4 separate regions of the Mus musculus genome follow, and all the other regions are linked to region 1. A link is a contact called in public Hi-C and HiCAR-type data. All regions are on one chromosome and are shown on one strand. Each heading gives the region's core, a stretch centred on a gene start, on an enhancer-like site or on the middle of the called end of the contact. The rest is flanking DNA. Distances are from core to core; before and after follow the strand shown.

What was found. A called contact is a pair of places that touch in the nucleus more often than the background predicts. HiCAR-type assays count read pairs that join an accessible place to other places.
Region 2: a HiCAR-type map of fibro-adipogenic progenitors shows a contact between it and region 1, with 6 times the contacts expected there. The contact joins two enhancer-like sites. A contact is called at or near these places in 1 of 484 Hi-C or Micro-C datasets (uterus) and 1 of 115 datasets of contacts at active chromatin or transcription factors (fibro-adipogenic progenitors).
Region 3: a contact with region 1 is called in a Hi-C map of uterus, with 5 times the contacts expected there. The contact joins two enhancer-like sites. A contact is called at or near these places in 2 of 484 Hi-C or Micro-C datasets (embryonic fibroblasts and uterus) and 1 of 115 datasets of contacts at active chromatin or transcription factors (fibro-adipogenic progenitors).
Region 4: a Hi-C map of uterus shows a contact between it and region 1, with 7 times the contacts expected there. The contact joins two enhancer-like sites. A contact is called at or near these places in 3 of 484 Hi-C or Micro-C datasets (cumulus cells and uterus) and 1 of 115 datasets of contacts at active chromatin or transcription factors (fibro-adipogenic progenitors).

Annotation. Positions count from the first base shown.
Region 1 is chr16:86,643,235-86,646,270 of GRCm38.p6, reverse strand. No RefSeq gene overlaps it. Among named protein-coding and RNA genes, the nearest start is that of Gm32461, 160 kb to the left of the region's middle. Within about 2 kb of position 1,255, at least 52 of the 459 cell types and tissues checked have an H3K27ac peak or open chromatin away from gene starts, as enhancers often do. A contact at or near this core is called in fibro-adipogenic progenitors and uterus, where this site is marked.
Region 2 is chr16:87,008,614-87,011,978 of GRCm38.p6, reverse strand. All of the region lies in intron 2 of Gm38477 (a long non-coding RNA gene), which reads left to right. Among named protein-coding and RNA genes, the nearest start is that of Gm38477, 39 kb to the left of the region's middle. Within about 2 kb of position 1,533, at least 6 of the 459 cell types and tissues checked have an H3K27ac peak or open chromatin away from gene starts, as enhancers often do. A contact at or near this core is called in fibro-adipogenic progenitors and uterus, where this site is marked.
Region 3 is chr16:86,137,014-86,140,129 of GRCm38.p6, reverse strand. No RefSeq gene overlaps it. Among named protein-coding and RNA genes, the nearest start is that of Gm32357, 97 kb to the left of the region's middle. Within about 2 kb of position 1,734, at least 54 of the 459 cell types and tissues checked have an H3K27ac peak or open chromatin away from gene starts, as enhancers often do. A contact at or near this core is called in fibro-adipogenic progenitors and uterus, where this site is marked.
Region 4 is chr16:87,090,350-87,093,429 of GRCm38.p6, reverse strand. No RefSeq gene overlaps it. Among named protein-coding and RNA genes, the nearest start is that of Gm32865, 37 kb to the left of the region's middle. Within about 2 kb of position 1,334, at least 12 of the 459 cell types and tissues checked have an H3K27ac peak or open chromatin away from gene starts, as enhancers often do. A contact at or near this core is called in uterus, where this site is marked.

The DNA of each region.
Region 1 (3,036 bases), core at 6-2,505:
TGCCAACTCTGACTCTAGAGGATCCAAGGTTCCCCTCTCCCCTCAAAGACTCCTGCAAACAGATAGTGTGTATATACATATATATATATATATATATATATATATATATATATATATATATATATATATATTCACTAGGTCACACATATTACATAAACAATGTTTTCAAAACTCTAGATAAAAACTCTGATGGAAAAATTCTAAAAAGTAGTGTTTATGATAATTTCCAGACTTCACAGAAAACACCTATGAGTGCTTTTCAGATTCTCTGCGGCATGTTGTGACGTATTTTCTCTGCTCTGGTTGTCACGTATTTTCTCTGTTGGCCTGCATCCATTTGTGAATACCCAGGGACAGTTTTTGATCTGAATACTTCTTTCTCTATTTCTAATTAGAATGACTCTTAATTTTACACATGCTAGGGTGGTTTTCATCACATGAAACTGAGGTAAATGACATTCTGTTTTATGGACGAAGGAACTAGAAGATGGTGTGATGGGCAGCCTCAGATCCCTCTGTAGGAACACAGGTTCAAGGGCAACAGCTTGTTTCCAGTCACTCATTCTCTGGGACCTTGTCTTTGACTGTTGGACTTCAGGTCCTTGCCTGCTTCTCCCAGCTCTGGTGTGCCAATCACTTGGACACAAGCATGTCATGTGCCACTTTGTATTGTCAGTCATGTAAGCTGACTCAAAGTTACTGGAAGCTCTTTCCAAATCTTATATCAGAGGATGAAAAACAAAGGGCATGCTTATGACTCAAAATCTAGAAATTGCTTGTTTATAACATTTTAGAAAGATCAAAACAGATGTACATAACACTTTTTTAAAAATCTAAAACAATAAAGCCAGTGATGTTATTGTGTGCATGCAGGTTATATAAAGCTTCTTTGTAGCCACAGAGGGTTTGTTGTGGCACAGAGTCGAAGAAACAGAACCAAAAGGATTTGTTCATTTTTGCATGTGATAATGATTACCAGAGTCACAGCCATCAGAAGTGAGTACTAACTACAGGCAAATAAAGTTTCACAAGCCCCAGTGAGCAGCGATTGCTTAACACAAAGACAGATTGCTGTGCTCTGACACATGGAGTGAGAAATATAAATGATCAAGAGTTCCCTCTTTCCAGACTTCAGAAGTGAGAGAGCTGTGTGTCACTCTTCCTTTTATGTTGAGACTGAGGACTCTCAACTAACATGGACTTTCTGGCACAAGATCATTTCCGTAAATATTCCAACTCCAACCACTAGATGTCATGCAGAGATCATAAAGTAAACCATCTTGGCTGCTTATTACATTAATCATGACCAGTTCTGTAACTTCAACATTTAAGGTAGTCTGGGGAAATGTCTGGTTGCTATTAAAGGTGCAGAACAGTAATGCTTTGTCTCATGTTATATTTGATGTTTGCAAACACTTTTGGCAAATATAAAAGACTCATCTTCAAGGTTACAAAAAGCTATTTCAAAAACATGAAAAATGCAGATTCTGGAGTTAAAACAATCTGAAAGTTTTCCAAATATAGAAATGTAGTATTATATGGTAAGAAACGGAATTCAAACAACTAGAATGAAGGTGTCCTAGAATTATTTTTAAAGATTTGGACCCAGGAAGCATTTGGATGAAAAATTGTGTTGGCCATGTGCTAAATGAGTAAATCTGGTATAACACTTAAGTTCTCTGAGTTAACTGTGAACAACTAAAATGGAGTGATTGTGAAAATTCAGTGAAGCACTGGACATAGGTCATTTGGAAGAGTTCTTGACATATTGTAGGTGTTCAGCCAATCATATTAATTGCTTCAATTATGCTTCCATCATGATGAAACTGCTGTATGACATAGTTATGGAAGTAGATTAGAAAACAGAATTTAGCAATGGAATGTGAACTTATAAACAAAATGAAATGTAAGGTTAGTCCTAAAAGATTGCTAGTTCTTCAGGAAGAAAGAAAATGAGACTCTAGACAAGGAGGATCTTTGAACATAACTTCAAAGGATAAAAAGGAAGTTTGACTCACTTGTTATGTGTTAGGAAGTGTTTGTTAAGCTGTGCTGCATACCAGATTCATCTAACCATATAGGGTATATTGCTTTTTAATATTACGTTGTAATTAGCTTACCAAGGGTCAGGTTTTCTTGTGGCTTTTTCTTGAGTCCAAAGTTTTGAAGCCATAGTTTACTATTGAAACTATAAGTTTATAAGTTTTGCATGGGGAAGCCCCAGAGAACCTCAGGACAATACCAGCAATGGCTACTGTTGTGGCTGATCACTGGAAACACATACTAACACCCTCTTGTTCTAGACATCACGTGCATTTGTCATAGGATATAGAGAACACAGGCTGGATCTGAGCTGGAAATTTCTTCCTCTTTGGCTAGCCCATCATAGTACCAAAGGATGCTATAAAGGCAGCTGGGGAAATTTCTATCTAAGCTAAAGAGCTTATAGTCTATAGTAGAAAAAACAAAACAAAACAAAACAAAACTGCTGTTGTTTTTGTGCTAAGTGGACATGATTTTCCCCTCCAAATATCATTCTAAATAATTATGTTTATTCCCAGAGATTAGTGCTGCCATCATCTTTGGATAAGGTGATGTATTTTCAGTGGGTAATGATTAGCAGCAAAGACCCATAACTGGCCAGAGTGCTGAAAATAAATGATGGTTAAAGGATTATTCATAACTGGGATGTCTATACCCACTCAGAGGCCCAATGAACATTGTGTAAGAGAGAAAGACTATACAGTAAAGACTATAAGAAGATGGATTTTATGCCATACTGGGTTTTATGCACAACAACTTTGTATTAACAAAACAATTTTGTGTGATCAAAATGTATTGCATACATTTGTGGAATTTACAATAAAATTGTAAACAAATAATATATTTTAATAAAATACAAGGAGAGAAGGCATGACTCTACTAACATTATGGTAGCGGATATAGTATTAAAACAACTATTAATGACCTATCATTATAATAGTAGATTAAGGCATTATTGAATCAACAATGGAGAAACTCCTAATTCTAGTAGAA
Region 2 (3,365 bases), core at 284-2,783, 370 kb before region 1:
TGTCATATACTTGGTATATTTTCAAGATCATTTGAGGGTATGGTTATTGTTCCCATCCTCCAGGAGAATTTGTTTTTCTTTTGACGGAGTTAGAATAGGTACTGCATCCACTCCAGTAGTGACTCGCATTATAGGTTTAGAAACCTGGAAGCCGTCCTGAGACAGAGTTTCAAGGAAACTTAGCCTCCTGGAACCATGGCATTCCCATAGCTAGGATGCCCCAGATTTGTCCTTGTAATATTGTGGAGGGTCTTGCATGCTTTCTTACAGTATTCTACTGGATAAGAGTTAGAAGTCTCAGGGCAAGCTTAGCAAAGTATACTTAGAATCTTCATTACAGCCAGGTATAGCAGTCCACATTGCATATTAGAAGAAAGTTGGTGAATTCTCCTGACAAATGGATATTCCCTACAGATACTTAAGAGAACAGTCAAGTTACTCTCATATGCAATAATTTACCAAGGCCAAGGAAATAGGGGGACTGCGGTATTGCATTATTCATGATAAGGGCTGCTAGAGCAGAACCCCCCTGATACTAGCTTTCACAAGGCTCAAAGGAGTAGCATAAATTGTGACTAGGATGTGAAATCTTTACCTATCATTAGGCAGGGCTGTTTTATCTTTACTGTAAACATTACCTGGTTTCTGTCAGTCCTTTGAAGTCATTCCTTCCTTTTGTGTCAGATAACTTCTATGTCCCTTGCCTGCTGTGACACCCTACTCCTTTGTTTCCTGTATTCTATATAACTGATGCTAACTTTGACAAAAATTACATTCAGATTCAGCTCTCCCTCATGTCTGCCTCTGTTTGTCAGTTCTCACTGACCCTTGCTCACCTGCAACCAGAAACCCGTTCCCTAAAGATCGGACACCCAATCTGTGTTAGTCTGTGGCAAGTAGGTGAATATTACCTCAATACACTGAGAGAATGAACTTATTTGAAGCTAAGTTTTAGTTTTAGAAATGCAGGCCCAGTTTTGAGAATGGGTTTTAGTCTTCGATTAAAGACTTCCTAAGGCATTCCAAGTAGTTAACCTATTTTTGTTAGTTTTCCAAGTGCATGAGAAAGTTAAAGTTTCTGTTTGACTCCTATCTTTAGTTGGCTTTCCCCCTTTCCTCCATTCTTAAGATCTGGCAAAAGACTGAGTTAGGAAGATGAAACAATTTCTTGCTCAGTTTCTTGCCTTCCCTTCTCTAAGAGCCTGACACTTTAAGGTTTACATATCTTAGTAGACCTTTAGTACCTTTGAAGATATGTAAATATATACCTAATATTTAATTCACTATTTCTAGTTAGAGAGGCTTGGCTAGTAATATGTGCCCTTGTTGTATGAGTAAGTAAAGAATTAAGCCAGGTAATTTCTTTGTTAAATTCCTGGCCTTGAAGAATATTAAATCATGAACCAAATCTTGACCATAATGATTCTACTGGAAGAATCATGAAACTTGTAGGGATAGCTAACCTCTTCACAGTGAGGATCTTTAAACACTGGGGCCCGTGGTGAGTCAGTGCACAGATGGGTGCTGACGCAGATTTCTTACAAACTTCCAAGGCTCTACAACAGCAGAGCCAAGCCAAAGGTTATTCTGGAACTTCAGAGCAACAGATTTAAAAGGTTTCTGAAACTTATTTCCTAACCATGGTAATGTCTTTTTTATTGCTTAAATTTAACACTCAACACCATCTGTGTAGAGTAGTAAACAACACTCAAAGATGAGCAAAACCTCCAGAAATTATCTACGGGTATATGGTTATATTTTATTTTCCATGAAATATTATAGTTAATTGTTATATACTAGCGTACAATGTCCTAAAAGTGAAGGCAATGTATTTTATAAGAGTAGCACAACATATAGTTGTGGCAATTAAGGTCATTATGAATGGGAAGCCTTCTAGAACACATAGTACAGAATTCTAAAAAGTCAAAATGACAGCATATTCTGGTACATGAAGATTAAAAAAAAAGCTTGTATTGAGTTCCAAATGCTCTTTCCTGAAAACATACATACAATAACATTATGTAGATTAAGCAGGTTATTTTTAGGAAATAGACATCTATGCATACAATAACAATTAATGAAATGAGAGCCCATAAATTTGAAAGAGCAAAGCCGGGCATTTGAAAGAGACCTTGGAAGGAGAAAAGGGAAGGGAGAAATGTAACTATATTATAATTTCAAAGCTTAAGTATAAAAAATATTCTTTCTGGATTATCAATCTTCTTTAAAATATTCTTTCTGGATTATCAATCTTCTTTAAAATATTCTTTCTGGATTATCAATCTTCTTTAGCAACATTTCCCTTTGTAAGATGAAAGATATTGTTCTTTAGTTAACTGGCAAGGTGCTTCTCTAGAATCTATTTGCCTCAGTTGAGTACCATAGAGTGGGAAGGGCGAAGGACAGTCGTCAAAGGAGTTGCTCAAACATTTATTGCATGTGTGGTTTACTATAAGAGTATTGTCAGTATTTGTAAAACCTTAGTGAATATGGACGGCCTATGACATCAGTAACTGTTCAGATGAGTAACCACACCTGCTGAGCTGCCACATATCTTTGCAGCCTTTGAGTTTCAAGGGCATGCCATGATTTTTATTTTTCTGTTATGCTAAGGTTGGCAGAAAAGGCAAGCCTCAAATTCCACACACTGGAAGGGTTAGCGCTAAGAAATTTTAAAGTAGGACGGATAGCATCAGATGATTAGTGACCTACATCTCTGACCTACTTAGACATCCTTCTGTTTAATATCCTTGTGATTATGAACAATCACAGCCGCCTGTGACCTAAGCAAGTGAAGCTTGGGATTTAAAATGGAGTTTCAAGCTCTGTGGGACTATGGTCATATGATTGCATTCCTTTTCAACAAATATTTCTTCTTCTCGTGGAGAGTTTTATATTTCCCACTTTTATTGAGAAATTTCTGTTATTCATTTAGAAGGCAGTTCATGTGATTCGTTTTTGTTTTGTGGAGGGCCACGGTGACCCCTGCATTGCTGCTTGACCCTGTTTTGTAACGCTTTTCTTTATTTGTCCTGGATTTTCTCATACCTGGAGCTTGACTCCATCATTTAGATTAGTTGGTGTGAACCATCACGTCCAGTTTCCCTACTGTGAATACTTTTATGCCGCTATTCCTTATTCTGGTAAGATTAAATTGAGTCAGTATATTTGAGAACCACATGCACGTATTTATACATATAAAAGCCATTCTGGTGCTATAACAATTATGGTACACTGTCTTAAACTTATTAGCTCATGTTCATGTCTCCCTACTAAGTCTGAATTTATGTGAAGCAGAGACATGGCTGTACTATGACTCTTTGAGTTACTGATATTATATTTGGCATTAGGCCCATATAAATAGT
Region 3 (3,116 bases), core at 485-2,984, 510 kb after region 1:
ATATGCACGTGCATGCGGACACACATGTGTTTGCACTCATGTGCACATAGTCAAGTACATGTTGATAGAATAATAGTTAGGATGTAAACAGTTCAGGATGCTTTGCAGGAGGGAAGGGAATTTGCCTGTACTTTGATGGATATTCACCCTCCATTGAACTGATTTACCTACGGGTGAGATGAGAAAATACCTGATAAGCTAATTCTTTTTTTTTATTACGTATTTTCCTCAATTACATTTCCAATGCTATCCCAAAAGTCCCCCACACCCTCTCCCCCCCCCCCACTCCCCTACCCACCCATTCCCATTTTTTGGCCCTGGCATTCCCCTGTACTGGGGCATATAAAGTTTGCCTGACCAATGAACTATAGAAGCATGATTGGCTTAAAGCTAACCTGAAAAAGCTACAATTTACTGGATCTTTTTATTTATAGAAGACTCTGTGACTCTCGTCCTCTCTCAAGGAGTATGGACACCTGCCTCACAGGAAGAAGTGGGACCAGAGTAAGTCTTGTCAGTGTTGTCTGTCACAGAAGTCATCCGGTTACTTACAGCCTCCACACACTCCATGGACCTTTGAAGTGTCTTTCCTTTGTAATCGATTCTTCTAGAAGACCTGCTCAAAGCTGTATGTCCTACAGAAAAGGGATAATGCCACTCTCCCCAATAGAGCTTATGAGTACAGAATCTTATGGAAGTGTGGACTGTTATTACATCAACCAACCCTGAGAGGTCTATGAGCAGTTTCTTCAGGATGCGACTATTTGAATGAAGCAAACAGTCTCAGCAAACGATATTAAGTTCTCAATAAAATGACTGAAAGGTGAAAGAGGTTGTCTAGTTTTTACCTAAGAAGGCAGCGATATGTCAGATGGGCATTGCTTTGAAGGTTGTTGGTACATGGTCTTCTTTAATATTCTTTCCTCTTGATATCTAGGCAATATTAACCCTTTATCCAGGGATAATTGTTTTCCTGGTATGTTACATGACATGTAAGATAGCTTCAAAGAGATAAAGTTGCAACGCGTGCAGTAATATTTATGACTCATAATCTTGCATTGTTTTCTCAATACTCTTTGCTTGAATTCATCCTGGTCTAGAGTTCCTTAGCTCTTAACTGGCCTCTATATTCAATTGAAAAGAAAAAAAGGCCATGAATTTGACAGCAAGTAAAGGGGTGCATGGAAGGAGTTAGAAGGGAGAATTTGTAATTAAAATTTCAAAAATATATACTTAAAAATTAACCACAGCCATCAACCAGGAAAGACATAATCTATCCACGAGTACAAAAGTACATGTGGCTAGATAATAGATAATAAACATAGCTATTTATAAAGACAAAATAATTGAGTAATATTTTTAAATGAGCAGATAAAACTATATATTCGTAAGTAACCAGCATATTACATTTTTACCTTCAGATGCTTCATATCATTTTTAGATAAAAGCCAAAGACAGTACTGAAACCTGTATATCAAACTTCCAAACACTGGCTCCTTGAGTCATTTGAAACAAATTTTGGCAGGATTTTAATTTTGTTTGGTTTATTCTCTTTGATGTTCATGTCCTTCTACAAAGCATTTTATTTTATTTTTCTTTATTTTCTTTGTTTAGATTTCCAACTTTATCCCCCTTCCTAGTTTCCCCTTTACAAACTCCCTATCCTCTCCCGCTTCCCTCTGCTTCTATGAGAGTGCTTCAGCACTCAGCCACCACCCCTGCCTCAGTGCCCTAGCATTCCACTCTGTTGGATCATCCAGTGACCAAGCCAGCTGAGTCAGTCAGCAGAGTCTCAGGCGAGGGAGTGAGGATTGAAAAGGAAAAAAAAACAGTTACACAAAATGATAGCCTGACTCCAGCCAGGGCTGAGGCTGAAGCAGCCTTCTTTCCCTCCAGCCTGCTTTTAATATCATTCTAGGTCCATCCAGAACACGGTCAGTTCTTAGATCAAAGACAAAGTGATGAAACAAAGTAGTAAACAAGGATATCACACAAGATAGTAACTAAGTAAAGTAGTAAGCAAAAGGATCACACAAGCAAAGTAGCAAACAAAGCCCCACAATCATTGTTTCTCATATTCTTATATGAGCCTACTTCCTTGTCTGAGCCCAGTGACAAATGTCAAATTCCTAGAAGTGGCACCAAAAGCTCTCAACAAATCAAGCCTACACACGACCCAGGGGCTCCCCTACCATCGATGCCAGACAAGTCAATTCTGCTACACATGCAGCTGGAGCCATGGGTACCTCCATGGGTACTCTGGATGCTTTGGGAAATCTGAGTTGATTGATATTGTTATTCTTCCTATGGGATCGTGTATGGGAATATGTTGAATGTAAGTTAGAGTTTTCTATCTGAAAAACGTTAAACTTTTTTTTAGTTGAATACAATATATCTTGACCATAGTTCCTCCTCCTCCCACTGTTCCCAGCCCCCACTCACTTCTCCTCTGTCCCAGATCCACTTGTCCTCTGGTTCTCTTCAGAAAAAGAGCAGCCTTCAAAGGACAGCAACAAACCAACAAACAGGACAAAACAAGATACAATAATTTTTGACATAAAAACACATATCTTGAATTGCAACTCAAATTGTTGGGATAAAATGTCCAAAATGATTAGTTATTCATTGCTCACAGAGCTCCTCCCCATTTCCCCTTTGAAGAAGAGCTAAGGTTCAGCCGTCTTCTTTTTTCTGGATATTTTCCTGGAACATCACTTTCTGACATCTCCCAGTCATGTCTAACTATTCATTTAAATAGGCCAAGCTTCTGTCTTATCCCTAAAAGATGGGTTCATTTACAAACAGAATGGCAAAAGCCTCAACATTTATCTCACAAAATTAGGGCAGGGTAAGTTAAGAATGAGATTAATTTGTTGTTTCATGAATAAACTAGCAACATCTATAAGATTAAATAATTCAAGGAATTGCCAAAGCTCGGTGACTTATTAGCTTCCTGAAATGTAGCAGCAATTTGTCACAGGATAAATAGCAGAAAACAGCATAAATATATTTGTCCACAGTTCTGGAGAGGAAAAGTATAACAGCGCAAACCTTGGTGGAGGCCTGAATCTTCTAGGATTGCTTCTTTCTGCATCAGGTACTGCTGACAGTTTGTG
Region 4 (3,080 bases), core at 85-2,584, 450 kb before region 1:
ATGGAGCCACATTATGGGGCAACTGAAACAGACAGGACATCTCATTCTCTTAGCAGCAAGAACACGATGGTCTTCTGGTACCCTGGAGCTCTGAGCATCCTAACATTTTTTTAAATTTATTTTTTATTCTTTTTTTTTTTTCAAAAAAATCAATCATTCTACTTATTTACATCTCAAGTAGATAGGCACAGCCCCCAGTTGAGGGTTGGAGCCACCCACCCATCTCAAAGGTTTTAAACCCAGAAATGTTCCTACCCAAAGGAAAGACAGGGCCAAAAAAAAAAAATGAAGCAGAGACTAAAGGAAGGGCTGTCCACGGACCACCCCACCTGGGAATCCATCCTGTTTGCAGACACCAAACTGTGACATTGTTGCTCTTGTCAGGAGGAGCTTGCTGACAGGAATCTGATGTGGCTGTTCCTTGGGAGGTTCTGCCAGCAACTGACCTAAGTAAAACTCTTACTGCTCACAAGTTTCAGGTTTGTCAAATACTGTGATAGTCCTTCCATTAGCTCTTTTCTTCTTTCTAACCCATGATTATTTATGCTTTACAGCACTCTGCGCTGCCGATTTTTGTACATTTCCCAATTCTTCCATTGTCTACCAATTTGGGAATTTCACGGTTGGGTTCTTCTCCGTAAAACCCAGCCAAACAAATTGATTATCATCATCATCATCATCTCTGATAGGGTAGAATGTTTGCTTACCCCTCGTCACCTACTGGGTGAGAAGGACACACGTAGCTGGCCAGGTTCAATTGGGACTGTTGCATCACAGAAACCTTGTGCATCACCCCTACAAAGAACCCAATAATGGTTGCTTCTTGAACAAGGCCAGTGCTATGAGTGTGACAGTTGCCTACAGAGTTGAGAAGCTAGTGAGACAAGAAGCTCCATGGGACCTAGCAGCGCACACCTTCATTCTTCTTGCAGTTTTTCCAGCTTGCCTAAGCAATGCGTAAAAAAAAAAAAAAAAAAAAAAAAAAGAAAAAAAAAAGCAGAGTTCCTTTTAACAATGTGAGAATTTTATTTGCACGTAATTTATGAGTCCACCTTTCAAACTTGTAGGGGGTTGCATTTTGAAATCTGTGAACCCTCAGCTCTTCAAGAGCTTATATTAATCTCAGATGCTCATTAGGGAGGGAGAGAGAACACCCCTGAATTTAATAGTCTTGGTTTCTCTGCCAGCCCAGCTGGAGTTGGCATGTGAGTTGTGTTGCAACATCAACCTTTCCTTGTTCTTTTGCTAAATACTCCCTGGTTGTTTCCTGCACATAGAGAACACCAAAGGAGACCATGTCTAATCTCTGAAAGCAAATGAGTCACCTCTAGCGGTGACTCTGATAGTCAACAAAGTTTGAGCCATTTGAATGTATGAGTTAAAAGAGTTTCTGGGCAGTATGCATTTTGAATTCTTGGAATGTTGGTTACATAGGAGATCAAGGGAGATGATTATAAATAAAGGATTTAAAAATAATTAAAACAAAATCCAAACCCATTGCCATTTGTAGATTGTTGTAAATGCCGTCAAATAGAGGACAACACTGAACTGTTAAGTAATGGACCTGGGAATGCCCATGGGTAACCACACTTGGGAGATTGTGGAGAGGAAGGATAAATAGTTTACTCCACAAGGAAAGTTAAATTTTCACATGTATTAAACTAATGTTGTAGGCCACCTGCTAGTGGTGTATGTCCTAACAAGTTATCACATTAATTTCAGTACCACTAAGGGTTTGATTTCAAAGAAAATCAATTAATATGCCATATCTATAATCTACCATACTGATATCTCATAGCTGCTATAAGGATTGTAGTGAGATAATGGTAAATAAATTTATCGCCACTCACTTATGACAAGAGTATAGTCCATGAAAAAACATTAGAGTAGATAGAGATAGCATCAGTGGTGCCAAGAGGAAGCTGTGGAGTTGAAAGTATTGGCTTGAATTTCAGATCATCTCCTTAGCCATGACTTTGAGATTATTTCACTTCCATTGAGTGTGCATTGTTTACCCTGTAAAAGGACAGTAACAAGGCCAATTTACTCTGTAAGACTGGTATGAAGCCATTATAATATACACAAGTCCTTTAGGATGTGACTTTTAGTGTGTGTTCAATAAACATTATCAAGACATTATTGGCAAAAATGACTCACATTTGAACTTTTGCTTATTTAGGGGGGAATAAATATAACACATTTTTGAGGCAGCTTAGATGACCAAAAACAAATTGATGGGGAGGAACAATTAATTCTTATTCTGGTGTTCAGAAAACCCAGTGGAGCTTTGGATAATAACTTACAGAAAGTCAGGTACCACACTATTGCAAAAGTTTTGACCAGTCTATATTTTCCCACGATGCACATTATATTCATCCTGCAAAAGAAGACAGAGATTGCAAACATTGTTAAGTAGTAGTACGGCTGTGGTGCAAACACAGCTTCCTCAGCAAGACAACCAGATACATTTTGAAGTATGAGTGTTCTCTGAATGTATTAAGGCCCCTTTTTTAAAAATATTTTTTATTATTATGTATTTTCCTCAATTACATTTAGAATGCTATCCCAAAAGTCCCCCATACCCTCCCCCCTACTTCCCTACCCACCCATTCCCATTTTTTGGCCCTGGGGTTCCCCTGTACTGGGGCATATAAAGTTTGCAAGTCCAATGGGCCTCTCTTTCCAGTGATGGCCGACTAGGTCATCTTTTGATTCATATGCAGCTAGAGTCAAGAGCTCCGGGGTACTGGTTAGTTCATAATGTTGTTGCACCTACAGATCTCTTTAGCTCCTTGGATACTTTCTCTAGCTCCTCCATTGGGGGCCCTGTAATTCATCCAATAGCTGACTGTGAGCATCCACTTATGTGTTTGCTAGGCCCCGGCCTAGTCTCACAAGAGACAGTTATATCAGGGTCCTTTCAGCCAACGCTTGCTAGTGTATGCAATGGTGTCATCGTTTGGAGGCTAATTATGGGATAGATCCCTGGATATGGCAGTCTCTAGATGGTCCATCCTTTTGTCTCAGCTCCAAACTTTGTCTCTGTAACTCCTTCCATGGGTGGTTGTTTCCAATTCTAA